Regions from separate parts of the Pan troglodytes genome. Here region 2 is linked to region 1. The links are chromatin contacts, called in public capture Hi-C maps. All regions are on one chromosome and are shown on one strand. Each heading gives the region's core, a stretch centred on a gene start, on an enhancer-like site or on the middle of the called end of the contact. The rest is flanking DNA. Distances are from core to core; before and after follow the strand shown. Region 1 overlaps LYRM9 (LYR motif containing 9). Region 2 has its middle 4.7 kb from the start of NOS2.

Evidence for each region. Capture Hi-C pulls out chosen DNA fragments and counts their contacts.
Region 2: a capture Hi-C map of stem cell-derived neural stem cells shows a contact between it and region 1, with 4 times the contacts expected there. The contact joins two enhancer-like sites. A contact is called at or near these places in 3 of 7 Hi-C or Micro-C datasets (induced pluripotent stem cells and stem cell-derived neural progenitor cells) and 1 of 1 other capture datasets (stem cell-derived neural stem cells).

The regions. Positions count from the first base shown.
Region 1 is chr19:39,701,153-39,708,446 of NHGRI_mPanTro3-v2.0_pri, forward strand. LYRM9 (LYR motif containing 9) reads left to right here. Exons shown (of 4, transcript XR_010153241.1): 2 at 1,379-1,522; 3 at 3,713-3,958; 4 at 4,587-5,719. Among named protein-coding and RNA genes, the nearest start is that of LYRM9, 13 kb to the left of the region's middle. Within about 2 kb of position 5,394, at least 6 of the 24 cell types and tissues checked have an H3K27ac peak or open chromatin away from gene starts, as enhancers often do. A contact at or near this core is called in stem cell-derived neural stem cells, where this site is marked.
Region 2 is chr19:39,776,637-39,783,040 of NHGRI_mPanTro3-v2.0_pri, forward strand. No RefSeq gene overlaps it. Among named protein-coding and RNA genes, the nearest start is that of NOS2, 4.7 kb to the right of the region's middle. Within about 2 kb of position 2,960, at least 2 of the 24 cell types and tissues checked have an H3K27ac peak or open chromatin away from gene starts, as enhancers often do. A contact at or near this core is called in stem cell-derived neural stem cells, where this site is marked.

The DNA of each region.
Region 1 (7,294 bases), core at 4,144-6,643:
TCTGGAAAATGCAGCGGTTGCCTGGGGATGGGGACGTCGGGAGGGCGGGAGGGAGGGATTACAAAGGGTATGCGGTAAATTTTCGTGATGATAGATATGTTAACTCTCTTGATTATGACGGTGGCTTCTCCGGTGTGTACCTGTGGCAGCACTTATCAAATTATATACTTTAAGTATATGAAGTTCATTATATATCAACTATACCTCAATACAGCCTTTTTTTTTTTTTTTTTTTTTTTTTTTTTTTTTTTTTTTAAAGAAAAAGGCTCTGGAGCCAGACTGCCAGAGTTCAAATCCAAGCTCCAGCTTTATTAGCTGTGTGATCTTGGGCAAGTTATCAGACCTCTCTGTGACCGGTTTTCTTATGTGTGCATTAATCACATGTAAAGTGAATAGAGACAAACAAGTGCTCATTGTGATTCTCTCTTTTTTTTTTTTTTTGAGTTGGAGTCTTGCTTTGTCACCCAGGCTGGAGTGCAGTGGTACTATCTTGGCTCAGTGCCATTTCCACTTCTGGGGTTTAAGTGATCCTCCTGCCTCAGCCTCCCAAGTAGCTGGGATTACAGGCATGCACCACTAAGCCTGGCTAATTTTTGTATTTTTAGTAGAGACGGGGTTTCACCATGTTGGCCATGCTGGTCTCAAACTCCTGACCTTAAGTGATATGCCCTACCTAAAGGCGTGAGCCACTGCGCCCAGCCCATTGTGATTTTTATGATAACTCATAGTGAAATGAAATCACGTGCCCACGCTGTGGTGACTCTGTCCAGCAACTTCTCTGCAGAGCCCCCTAGATTCATGCTTCTCAGACTTTAAAATGTGCCTCCAAATCTCCTGGCATCCTTGTTAAAATGCAGGTTTGATCTGGTGGGTCTTTGGGGTGGGGCCCAAGACTACATTTGTGATGAGCTCCCAGTGCTGTGGGTTTTGCTGGTTCAGGAGCACACTTTGAATTTCAAGGCTCAGGCCTGTAGGCATTCTCCCCTCTGTGACTTGGTGCCCTCGCCAGACCATGGCTGATGTCAGAGCTGGTTTCCTAGTGATTGCCCCTCAGGGTCTTCCTGCTTTTCTACCCTACCCTGCCGGTGAGGGACACCTACTCATGCACCACTTGAAGTTGAGTTCCAGAAAGAAGACGCCAGGGATGAGGCTGTATATCTCCCTCCACACTCACCCTTGGTCTTGTGGGCCTGCTCTGGGCTAGAGCTTCTGTTGAACTGAATGCCCAGCCCACCCCAACGTGCAGGCTCCATGGGATGGGACAGGAGGGGCCTCTGCACTGCACCAAGCTTGCTTCCCAGAGTACTGGGAACTGGGGGTCAGGGCTGAGTACTGAACTTGGCTTGATGCCCTAGAAGTGATCCTGCTTGTTTTCCAGGGACAGAGGGTCTCACGGATGGCCCCGCTGCCAGGAGCAGAACTGGTTCAGAGGCCACTGCAGCTCTACCGATATTTGCTGCGCTGTTGCCAGCAGCTGCCGACCAAGGGCATCCAGCAGCATTACAAGCATGCTGTCAGGCAGGTGCGAGCTGGGTCTACCAGGTCTGGGGGCTGCCTCTAATGGCAGGCTTAGGGGCGCAGGTCAGAGGCCAAGGCCAGGGCACAGAGCTAGTCTCTGAGATGGTGGTGAGGTGGCAGTGTGGTAAGAGCCACAGGAAACCAGTGCTGGGCAGCCCAGCTCCTCTCTGTCCAGGAAACAGAGGGTGCATCACCCAGCACACCAGCTGTGCTAGGGCATGCATGAGGCAGCTAAGTGGGTAATTAAAATAGACTGTGGGACACGACATCATTTAGGCAGGCATCCCTGCCAACAGTGCACAACTTGAATTTAATCCTGAGAAAACATCAGGTAAAACCAAATCGAGAGGCCATCTACCACATAACTAATAAGCCTGTACTCATCAAAAATGTCAGTGTCGTGAAACACAACACTGACATTTTTGATGTTCTGGATTAGAGAACTCAAGAGATATGGTGACTAAATGTAATGTATGATCCTAGACCAGAAAAAAAATGCTGTAAAGAATATTATTGGGAACCAGGCATGGTGGCTCATGTCTGTAATCCCAGCATTTTGGGAAGCTAAGGCAGGCAGATTGAGCTCAGGAGTTCAAGACCAACCTGGGCAACATAGAAAGACCTTGTCTCTACAGAAAAATCAAACAATGAGGTGGGAGGATTGCTTGAGCCCGGAGGTTGAGGCTGCAATGAGCTGTGATTGTGCCACTGCATTCTCACCTGGGTGACAGAGTGAGACCCTGCCTCAAAAAAAAAAAAATGAATATTACTGGGGCAGTGCATGAAATTGGAATATGGGCTATGGATTATAGAGTTGTATCAATGTTGAGTCTTCTGAATTTGATTACTGTGGTTATGTCAGAGAATGCCCTTGTCATTAGGAACTACACATGGGAATGTTTAGGGGTAAGGATAGCGTGTCTGCAACTTACTCTTAAATGCTTCTGAAAAAATTTATACATACTTATATAAAGAGAATGATAAAGCAAGTGTAGCAAAATGTTAACAGTCAGTGATTCTGGTAGGAAATTCTTTGTATTATTATCACAACTTTCTGTAAGTGAGAAATCATTTCCAAATAGAAAGTTAGCTAAAATTCATACACATATAATATGGAAAGTAAAAAAAAAAAAAAAAATCAGAGGTGGCGGTAGCCACAGAGGGCTGTGGAAACATGGAGAAGGAGCAGTTAGCTGTCTGGGGGAGTCAAGGAGGGCATGCCAGAGGTGGATGCTGAGGGGGGGCGCTCCTAAAGATGAGCAGGAGGATGTGTGGGGCTGGGAGTGACAGGGGAGGGAGGTGCCAGTTCTTTTTTTTTTCTTTTTTTTTCTTTTTGAGTTGGAGTTTCACTCTTGTTGCCCAGGCTGGAGTGCAATGGCTTAATCTCAGCTCACCACAACCTCCGCCTCCTGGGTTCAAGCGATTCTCCTCCCTTAGCCTCCCGAGTAGCTGGGATTACAGGCGTGTGCCACCACGCCCGACTAACTTTGTATTTTTAGTAGAGATGGGGTTTATCATGTTGGTCAGGCTGGTCTCCAGCTCCCGACCTGAGGTGATCTGCCCGCCTCGGCCTCCCAAAGTGCTGTGATTACAGGCATGAGCCACCATGCCTGGCGCCAGTTCTTTTTGAAAAGCAAAACCTGAATCTTAGGTTGCTTCTCAAGGATGAATATCTGGTCAAAAGCAAACAGTATCCCATGCTCTGCACTGGGCCTGGGTGGATTTCCTGAGGCCACTCTATCTACTACCTCCCCTCCCTTCCCTGTGTAGCTCTCCTAGCACTGGGCTGCTTCTTCCTCCCTGCTGTGAAGCCTATGCAGAGATCTCACCCTGGGGAAAGCAGCGTCTTCTGAGGAAGAGAGATGGAAGTTTCCCCTTGGCCTCTACTGCCTGATAGCCTTTGGGCCTAGCTTGATTTGGCAGTAACTTGGGGGCCAGTCTTTTTGCACCTACCTTGGTGGCAGGAGTACCTGCTTTGCAGTCACATAGACTAGGATTCAAATGCTGTTGTTCAGCAGCAAGTGAGCCTCTGTTTCCTCATCTCTGTGTGGGATAATCATAACAGTCTATGGAGGATGAAGAGAGCTGCTGGGTATAAAGTGCCCAGCAGTGTCCCTGGCCTGTGATTGGTGCTCTGAAGCTGCCTGTCCTGGGCATTTTGCCTAGTCATCTTTCTTTATGCTTAAACTTGCAGAGTTTTCGGGTTCATTCAGATGAAGACAACCCTGAGAGAATCCAGCAGATTATTAAAAGAGCCATTGAAGATGCTGACTGGATCATGAACAAAGTAGGTGCTTGGCCCCTGGGCTCTGCCTGCGAGCTGGGGTGATGATGGCTGTGATCCCCATGACCACTAGAGGCCACTCCTGCCCCACAGTTGAGAATGGTCCCTGTGGAGGAGGCCACCAGCCAGCTGCTTCCCTCCTCCAGAAGCTGAAAGGTGAAGACAAATCCCTTCTGGTTGCATTTATATTCTGCAAGTGGGGAGGGGCTCTCACTCTTCATCCTTAAAGGCAAATTTCTGCCCAACAGTGCTGATCGAGCTGAGAGGGGGCAGCAGGAAGAAGGAGGGAAAGCTATAGTGCCAGAGCCGGCGGTGGCACTGTGATGCCGCAGAGAGGGAAGCTGTCCTGGCGGGGGACTCCCTGTCTCTGGGGGGTATTCACACTGGGGCAGAATTATGGAGGAAACATTCAGTATGTTTTGGTGGAGGAAGGGAGTGAGTCAGGAATGTAGACTGGCATCTTGGCCCTTAGATGCTGGTATTAGAAGGACCTAGAGAGTTGGAGTGTGCCCATACCTCCCTGTCCTTCTAACTCACTCTCCAGAGTGAGTTATCACTATCCTCCCTCCCCAGCCCTGTCAGCTTCCTTTTTCACTAAAGAAGAAAGGGAGTCCAGGCATGAACTAGAGATTTGGCTGCCCAGTGCCTCCTGCCTGGGTTTCACCACCTCCAAGAAGCCCCTGCAGGAGGCAGGTGAGGTCCAGATGATGGAGGCCTGAGATTTCTCCAGAGTCCTCCTGCCCGTTGGCTTCCCTCCTCCACTTTGAATCTCTCTGTCTTGCAGTATAAAAAACAAAACTGAGAGCTCCGAGGGTGAGCCTTCCTGGCCTCTGGAAGTTGAGAGGCCCCTCTTCTGGAGCTCAGCAGCAGCAGCTGGTTTGGAAGATCCATTGGCCTTGTTGGCTGAAAGCCCGAAATCAGGGGAGAAGCTGACCTTGCTCCGGAGGCTCCTCTTGCCGCGGCCATGTTGCCAGCATCCTTTATGTTTGCACTTCCAGCCACTTACGATGTGAAATTTGGGGAGAATGTAGTATTTTTTTGCTTCTTTTGTGTGTTTTTTATTTTTGTGTTTTTGTTCTTTTACTTTTCTCTGAAAGTGATTCATTTATTCTGGAGATCTCTTTATCATTCTCTGAGTCCCAGAGCAGATGTCCCCTCGGGTAGCAACCTGTACAGAAGAAAGCACGTGGGTTTTAGAACCAGACAGATCTGGATTTGAATCCCAGATGCAATAAGATGAAGGTGAAGTGCCTCACACAGGATGTGGCACATGACAGTGCCTGAAGGGCTCCCTTCAAGGAAGCCGTCCTGCCCCGCCCCCTCCTCTGCTCCTGCAGCGCCCTGCACAGCTCTGCTCCCCGCACGCACCGCGTCGGGTCTCAGTTATTTGTTTGCGAGCTTGCCCTGTCCCTGCTTGTAGCCCCTGAGCCCTCACAGTTGTCACACACCCAGCAGTCTGCCAAGGAGCTGCTTTTCCTGACTACTGTCTCTCCATGCCTAGGGAAGTCAAAGCCCTGGGCCTTGCCTTCAGGGAGTTGACAGTGTCCTTGAAGTGGTGAAGTGCCCACCACATGAACCAAGGAGAGACGCCAAAGCAGCTGCCATGGACTCTGGCCTGTCCAAGCCTCTGCGCACCTGCAATCTCTTTCCACTGGCACTTCCCTGCTTTGCTACCATCGTGGAAGAATGGAAGGGAGGGGGAGAAGGTGGGTGGGCTCAGGGAGAACGGCCAGAGTGGCCAGAAGATGCAGAGAGAAGCCCCACTGGGATCTGAGTATTCCCCAAGGGCACTCAGCCACAGGGATGAACTAGTGTTTGTTTGTATCCTTGCAGTTATGTGACTTAAAGTGACTCAGAGATATCTATGTGTGCGAGTGTACTCCGCTGGCAATGAAGTAAATATATCAATTTGTGGAAGCTCGTGTGTCTTCTCAACTGATAAACCATACGTTCCCTAAGCATACGTTGTCTCCTTCCTGAGTGTCATCTACTGTTGAGAACCTAGAGTCAAGTCAGACAAAGCTGCCCAGGAGGGGTCATTCTTCAGAGAAGGTGACTGGGATTGGCCCCACTGCTAGACAACAGTTGATGAGGTCAGATCTGCCCCACCAGGGTATGGGCAAGCTGAGGGGTTTCAGGCTAGGGCCAAAGCTGAGCCAGGCCCCTGTCTGCACCCCTGCCATTGAGCTGGGGGCCCCTCCTCAGGTGGCAGGGCTGTATTGTGATCATAGGAGTGGGGGCAGCTGTATCCCAGATGTTTCCCCAACAGGAGAGAAATGATTGAAGGCTGACAAGGGTTCAGGATAGAGTTAGTGTCGTTTGCTCTTGACCAGCTCCTGGAGTGGTTCTATGACCTTTAGTTCCTGGGTAGGTGCTTGGTCCAGCTGTGCTTACTCGCCACATGTCAGACAGTGGTTGCCCAGCTCCAGCATGTGGCTGGCCCGTGAGGGAGCCAGCAAGGGGTGGGGTGGGTGAACAGTGTGTTGGCTGCTCTCCCCCAGCCCCTGTGCTGCCACAGAGGGTAGTGAGCCCGGTCATGCAGGGGCCCAAGGTAGGGGAGGCAGGATGCACACAGCACTGTGCACACAGGGGCACTGTTGAAGCCTGGGAGAGCCTCCCATCCTCAGCAGCAGCCTTGCCTTCCACCCTGCCCTCTGACTTCCACTACTCCAAGCCCTGCGTGGACCATGCATATGGGTCCTTCATTTCTCCTCTCAATTCTCAAATGCACAGAGTTGAAGGTTTACAGAGTAGCCTCCAAGCAAATGGAAGAAGGAGATGAAGGTCTCACCCAGAGTCAGCCAGTGTGGCCTGCTGGAGGGGGCTCTGGAGATACAGACACCTGAATTTGAATCCCAGTCTGTCACTTAGTGGTGGTGTGATTTGGGGCAGATTTGTTAACCTGTCAGGCTCACTTTTCTCACTGCTACAGGTTGCACATCCCATGGGCTGGTGAGATTACGGCAGTGCACACAGATGGGCTGTCAGCCATGTGGCCTCCATCTCTTGTCTTTGGTTTACCTGGTGATGACACTTCTCTCCTTTTTCTTTTCCTTTTTTTTTTTTTCTTTTTTTTTGAGATGGAGTTTTACTCTGTTGCCCAGGCTGGAGTGCAGTGGCACAATCTCAGCTCACTGCAACCTCCGCCTGCCGGGTTCAAGTGATTCTCCTGCCTCAGCCTCCTGAGAAGCTGGGATTACAGACGCATGCCACCACACCCAGCTGATTTTTGTATTTTTAGTAGAGTCGGGGTTTCACCATGTTGGCCAGGCTGGACTGGAACTCCTGACCTCAAGTGATCTGCCCGCCTTGGCCTCCCAAAGGGCTGGGATTACAGGTGTGAGCCACCGCGCCCAGCTGATGCTTCTCTTTAGGTGGGTCCTTGCGGCTCTCCCTGGTGTCCACTGTACAAGCAAAATGTCAGCAGGGAAGGATTTGACACGTGTTGCCCACACTTAGATACTCCTTTGGACTCACATTGCCTTTCTGGGG
Region 2 (6,404 bases), core at 1,710-4,209, 73 kb after region 1:
CATGAGATAACACATTAAAAAGGCCCTGGCAGTCAGCTGGGCATTGTTTCTTGAGCTCCAGCATGTGCCAGGTGCTGGGAGAATAGCAGTAGGCAGAGCCAGCCAACTCGGTGCTGCTGCTCTGCTAAAGCTACAGCTACGCTCTGGCTCTGGCAAGATAGGAGCGTGCTCAAGCTGAACTGCAGGGCAGGTGCTGTGTACATCCTCTCGCTACTCCTCCCCAAGGCTTGAGGAGGTGGGGACTCTGTGATTATCCACACTTTACAGATAAGCAAACTGAAACCAAAAGTAACCTCTCCAATGCCCACAGATGAATTTAGGTGGCAGGCCTGAGACTTGTCCCTGAGTCTGCCTGACAGTGGCCTCTGCCGTTATTAATAGCTTGCCCCCCACAGCCTCCCGCTCAAATTGCTGGAGGAATTACCCTTCCTCCCTTCCTCCAATTCTTCCTTCACCCACCAAGAGCCAGACCCCACCTCTGTTTCAAGAGTGAGCCGCTCAGCTTTGGCCAACCGTCCTAGCATTTTGATGCACTTGGCCTGTCCCCCTGGTTTCCACTCTGTTTTTAAGGAGGCAGCCCCTGTCCCCCAAATGCACTGCCTCCAACAGGCTCTGGGACTCATCTTGCCATCTCTATTGGCAGCAGAGTGGGGAGGGAGAGAGACAGCCAGCTTGTCTGCCATCACTCACCACTGGATCCCCAGGGCCCAGCTTGGAAAACTCACGGACGATGCTCAGAAAACCGGTGTAACTCCTGCAGAACAGCCAGGGGCATGGGCAGCCGCCCTCTCTGTGCCTCCTGTAATGAAAATGGGCACTAGAAGCTCTTTTCCTTTGGGAAAGGTGAATTACTGGCACAGCCACACATCTGAGATAGTATTTCAAAAAGTAAGGAGTCACTTTTTATATTATAAAACTAACATATGCACAGATAGCAAATACAGAGAAGGGTAAAGAAAAGATAACTATTGCCCATAATTCTACCACTTTTTAATATTTTAGTATTTTTTTCTCACATTTTTTCTGTCTTTATTTTACATGTTGGGGTTATTATTTTTCTACTGATATCAGGAACATTATTTCTTATCATAAAGACTCTTTTTTTTTTTTTTTTTTTAAGAGATCAGAGTCTCACTGTTGCCTAGGCTGGAGAGTGCAATGGTGCAATCATAGCTCACTGCGGTCTCTTAATTCCTCAGCTCAAGTGATCCTCCCACCTCAGTTAGTAGCTAGGTCTACAGGTGCTTGTCACGATGCCCAGCTAAATAAATCCTTTTTTTTGAAACAGGGTCTCACTTTGTTGCCCAGGCTGGAGTGCAATGGTACAATCACAGCTCACTGCAGCATCGACCTTCTGGTCTCAAGCGATCCTCCCACCCCAGCCTCTCGAGTAGCTGGGACTGCAGGTGTTCACCACCACACCTGGCTAATTTTTGTAATTTTTGTATTTTTTGCACAGACAGGGTTTTGCCATGTTGGCAAGGCTGGTCTCAAACTCCTGGGCTCAAGCAATCCTCCCATCTTAGCCTCCCAAAATGCTAGAATTTACAGGCATGAGCTACCACACCTGGCCAAAAAATTCTTAATACACTTTTTTTTTTTTGTCCACGTAATGGTACACTATAAAGCTGGCCCGGTGTGCCTTTCTCTATGCTGATCACTTGGGTTGTTTCTGACTCTCGTAGAGAACGATGCTCCAGACATCTCTGTGCACACAGTGGCCAGGCTCTGCAGAAGTTGCCAGTCGTTGCTACATTCTGCCTTTCAGGGGCACTCTGGTGGGGAAGATAACTTTTCCAAGAGCATCAGAGACCAGATATGTATGAGGTGGGGAGACTCAGAAAGCCCAGATACCACAGCTGGAAAGGCCTCAGAGACCCTTAACTGAGGAAAGGGAGGCCCGGAGGGCTTATGTGGCCTAACCAAAGATGCAGCGCTTCTTAGGGAAGGATACAAGAGGGTGGGCTTAGCTGAAGCTCTTGGCATTTAGAACTTCTTGGATCAGCATCCAGCACCCTCAGAGGCTGTACCTGGGGAGAAGGTACCTCTCTTCCTCCATTTGACCTAATTCTAAACCCCCTGTAGCAGTGACGTCTGTCTTCGTCTCATTCCAGTGCACTTTGTGAATTCTAGAGGGCTTTCCCAGAACCAAGGAAGGCTGCTCTGCCCACAGCAGGCCTTGGGAATTTAACCTCCCTGGGAGCAGCCTCAATGAGTGATGCTCTGGAACTGCTGGGTCAGTAGCCCAGCCCCTGGCCCCTTGGGTGGGATCATTTGAAGCCCTGTGTTCTGCACCATTTTTCAAGTTCCCTGGTGGGGCTGAGTCTAGTTGCAAATCGTGAAAGCTGACCTATAGTACTTTTACCAGCTGCCTCCCTTTCTCTGTCTCACTTCCTCATTCCCCTCCTGATGTCCCCTGCACTTCCCAGATACACTACTTGCCCCTGAATCTTGCCCCTTGAACCATCACACCCTGGGACTACCCCAGGTGCCACTCTGTTTGTTGTTTCTCAACCTAGAAGGACAGGCACCCAGGAAGCAAAACGGGAGGGCAGGGAAGGGAGGATGTTCTGGGGAGACTTGACAAGAAATGAGGCTTTTAAAAGAAACACCAGCAAAGTGCCAGGCCTACACCAGCCAGCTTGAGTCACACTCCAGGGACTCAGCAAAGCTTGTCCACCTTCCTGGTCCACCCTGGGCCTGTCCACCCTGGAGTGACCACCGGGCATTTCCAGTAAAAATCCCTTCACTTCACTTCCGTCATCTCCAAGTCAGGCAAGGTGGTGGAAACCTGGGAAGACCTCAGCTTCGGAGCTGCTGGAATTTGTGTGACTCACGCCCTCCAGTGGTCACTTGACAAATGACATAGGGCTCAGGGTCTGGGGACTTGAGCTTGTTAGGGCCTCAGAACCCGGAGGGTCCCAGGAATGCCTCTTCTCAATGCCATCCTTTGACAGCTGAGCGGAGTGAAGGCCCCACAGGACATGTGACTCGCCACGGGACATGCACACACACAAATAGAGAGTAAGAGCCACACCCCTGTATTTCCTTCACGTCCCACCTTTATCATTTGTGTCACATCTGCATGCACCTATACTGTTATTTGCTTAAACATTTTACCTTAAACTGGCTCTTTTTAAACCTGAAATATATTTCTAAAATAAAATTTTTATCACTTTCTGTGAGGTGGGGCACACAGTAGGAACTCCGTCTCCTCCTTCCATGGCCTTGCACAGAGCTGGCACCAGACACTGACATGGAGGGGAGAACATTCAACCCCAGGTAATCCTCAGCTCCTACCTTGATCTCAGTTTCCCACTCTCTCATTGTCACCTCTCCTTGCCCCTGGGTGTACTCACCTGTAGCAAAATGGGTAAGCACACAGTGGGCGCACAAGTGGGGTCCAGTCAAGGTCTCAGACCTGGGTCAGTCCTCAGCTTTGCCACTTACAAACTGAGTGACATTGAGCTGGTCGCTCAAACTTTCTGTGTCTCGGTTTCCTTATTGGTGAATTGGGGATAGTATTATAATAGTACCTGCCACACAACGTTGTTGGAGGATTAACTGAGATAATAAATGGAAAGCCCAGGGCCTGGCTGTATTTATGGAGCAAGCACCAGAGCAAGTGCAAGTTGGGATTCCAGGGTTGTAGCCCTGCCACCACCTGACTGTGTGGTCTTGGACAAGTCATTTGGCTTTGCTTAGCCTCAATTTCCCCATCTATAAAATGGGGCTAGTGATCATTCCCACCCCACAGGACTGTTGTGTGGATTAAATGCTTGGTATGTTTAAGTGCCTTGCTCGGTAAACGTTAGCTCTGATCAATTGTTTTTGTAGAAAAGTCTTCAAAGTTGCTAACTTCCGAGGGCTAACTGGATCTGAACCATCTTCACAGCCTGGCATAGAAACAGATCAAATCAATCCAGTGGAAAATCAATTCCAGGATAATGAGCCCAAGACATTCCCGTGCTGATTGCTGTCAGCATGGTGCCTAGGACAGCCTGGGAAGGCAGGGAGGAGGGCATTTCTCCACAGCAGCCTCGGAACCTCTATCGCCACCCTCCGGGGGGCCCACCTGTCCCCCGCCTGCCCTTCAAGGTGCTCTTTGATTTCTCCCCAGCAGAATTCACCTGCTGCATCCATCATCAGAAGAGGCCAGGAATGCGGCCTGCTGGGTGGGCAGGGCCAAGAAGAAGGCAGCCGTGCAGGCCCAGGAAGCCGTAGGAGACTTGCCAACCTCCAGTAGGGGGCCAGCCCTGGACCCTGCAGACAGGCGCTCTGGGGAGGGTACCAGAAGCTCACTGTTTGTCCCGGCTTGAAGACTGTTTGCTGTGTGACCTTGGTGAGTCTCCTAACCTCTCTGTATCATCACAATCATTATCACTATTTTTACTTTCCTCCTCTTCCTATTTGCCGGTTAAGAGAGGATTGGGATAGTGGTCATGGTTATACAACATTGTGAATATTCTAAAAACCATTGCATTTTACACTTTAAAATAGTTAATTGGTAATTTTATGTTATGTGAAATTTATTCCAATTAAAAATTAAAAATACATACATGAATTTAATGTTACAAAGGGAGAGAGAGGACCGGGAATTTAAAAGCAGGTGTTTGTGGTGGGACGGGGACCTGTCTGAGGAAGGATACTTCAGAAGGCAAGTCCTGGTATCCACTTGCTCTTTGTCAAAAGGGAAACTGTTACTCTCTGACTCCCAGCAAGGATAATAAATTCTTACTTGGCTGACTTTTTGCTCAATGGCTCAAAGCATTTTCTTGTATCTCGTTTATTTACTTTTATTTTTATCACCTTTTGTCACGAGAAAAGTCAGGCCCAGAGAGAAGTGGCTTTTCCAAGATCACATGGTGGGTCAGCAGTGAAGCTGTGCCTCGAACCTGGGACCTTTCAGGTTAAAGGAAACCAGAACGTGCCACGCCCAGATATGCCGATATGGCATCCTGATTATCTCCAGCTGAAGGCATTTGAGAAAGAGCAGCTAGAGAGAGGGCTATCTGAACTGCCCTGTCCTGCCTGCAGCAAGCCATAAACATTCCTTGGAGAAAGATGCTTTCCTAGCATCAAGATGAGAAGATAAGTTTTATCAGCTCAGAGATGGCACCAGAGCCATCTACAAATACAAACAAACCTTGCTATCCTACTCCTTAGCTCACTCCCACACGTTTACCTTCTCATAGCTTCCCACCCCTGGAAGCCTACAACTGCATTCGTCTTGTCACCTTTCTCTTCTTTCTTTCTTTCTCTCTTTCCTTTCCTTTCTTTTCCTTTCCTTTCCTTTCCTTTCCTTTCCTCCTTTCCCTCTTTTTTTTCCTTTTTGTTGTTTGAGACAGGCTAGGGTGCAGTGGCGTGATCATAGCTCTCTGCAGCCTCTAACTCCCGGGCTCAAGTGATCCTCCCACCTGATCCTCCTGAGTAGCTAGGACTACAGTAGCTGGGCATGCCACCATACCCAGCTAATTTATTTTCAATTTTTCTGTAGAGATTGGATCTCACTGTGTTGCCCAGGCTGGTCTCGAACTCCTGGCCTCAAGCAATCTGCCCACCTCAGCCTCCCAAATTGCTGGGATTCCAGGCATGAACCACGGCGCCCGGCCATCTTGTCACTTTCTAAAATGCATTGCTCTTCATGGCAGATGCTCCATAAGCCAGAGTTCTAAGCCACAGCATTGAGTTACTTTCACTGAGGCTTCTTCTGCGTGGTGTGCATCACAGACATTAACAAACTTGCTTTTTTTTCTCTATTATTAATCTGTCTTTTGTTACAGTGTCTTTCCCAACAAATAACTTAAGATGATTGAGGAGAAATTATATTTCCTTCCCAGCTGGCTAATTCCAAATGTGTCCTCAAGCCTGGTGCTTGGACTCAAACCCTGCCACAGGTCAAGAATACCACACCAAGCAGACGCTGTGTTAGAGGGGCACCTGAGGTGACATGTTTGACAGATCACATAACTGAATAACTGCATTTTCTGAAGGAAAATCAACGAAGTGCTTTGAGGCCAAGTAGATGGGATTCTTGAGGATTCCATGAATAGCAAATAGTAGTATCCCCCTCAGAGGCTCTTGGGTGGGGGCATTAAATGTGTTAATACATGTGTTTGCGGCAGGTATAGCCAGAATATGTGAAAGCAGCTACACGGAATAGAGTGTAGCAAACTCCTAATCATCCCTCAAAACCCTGTCCTGGTGTCCTCTCCCTTGTAAACTTTCCTTGAACAAGGCAGAACCAGGTACATCAGCACCATACCATCCCTCCATCACTACAGATATCACTCTGTACTATAATTTTCCATTTATTTTTCTAGGCCTTGCACTCCCTAAGGCCAGGATTCTGACTCTTTCCCTGAGTGTTGTTTACCTGAACTGAACCGGCATGAACCACCGCG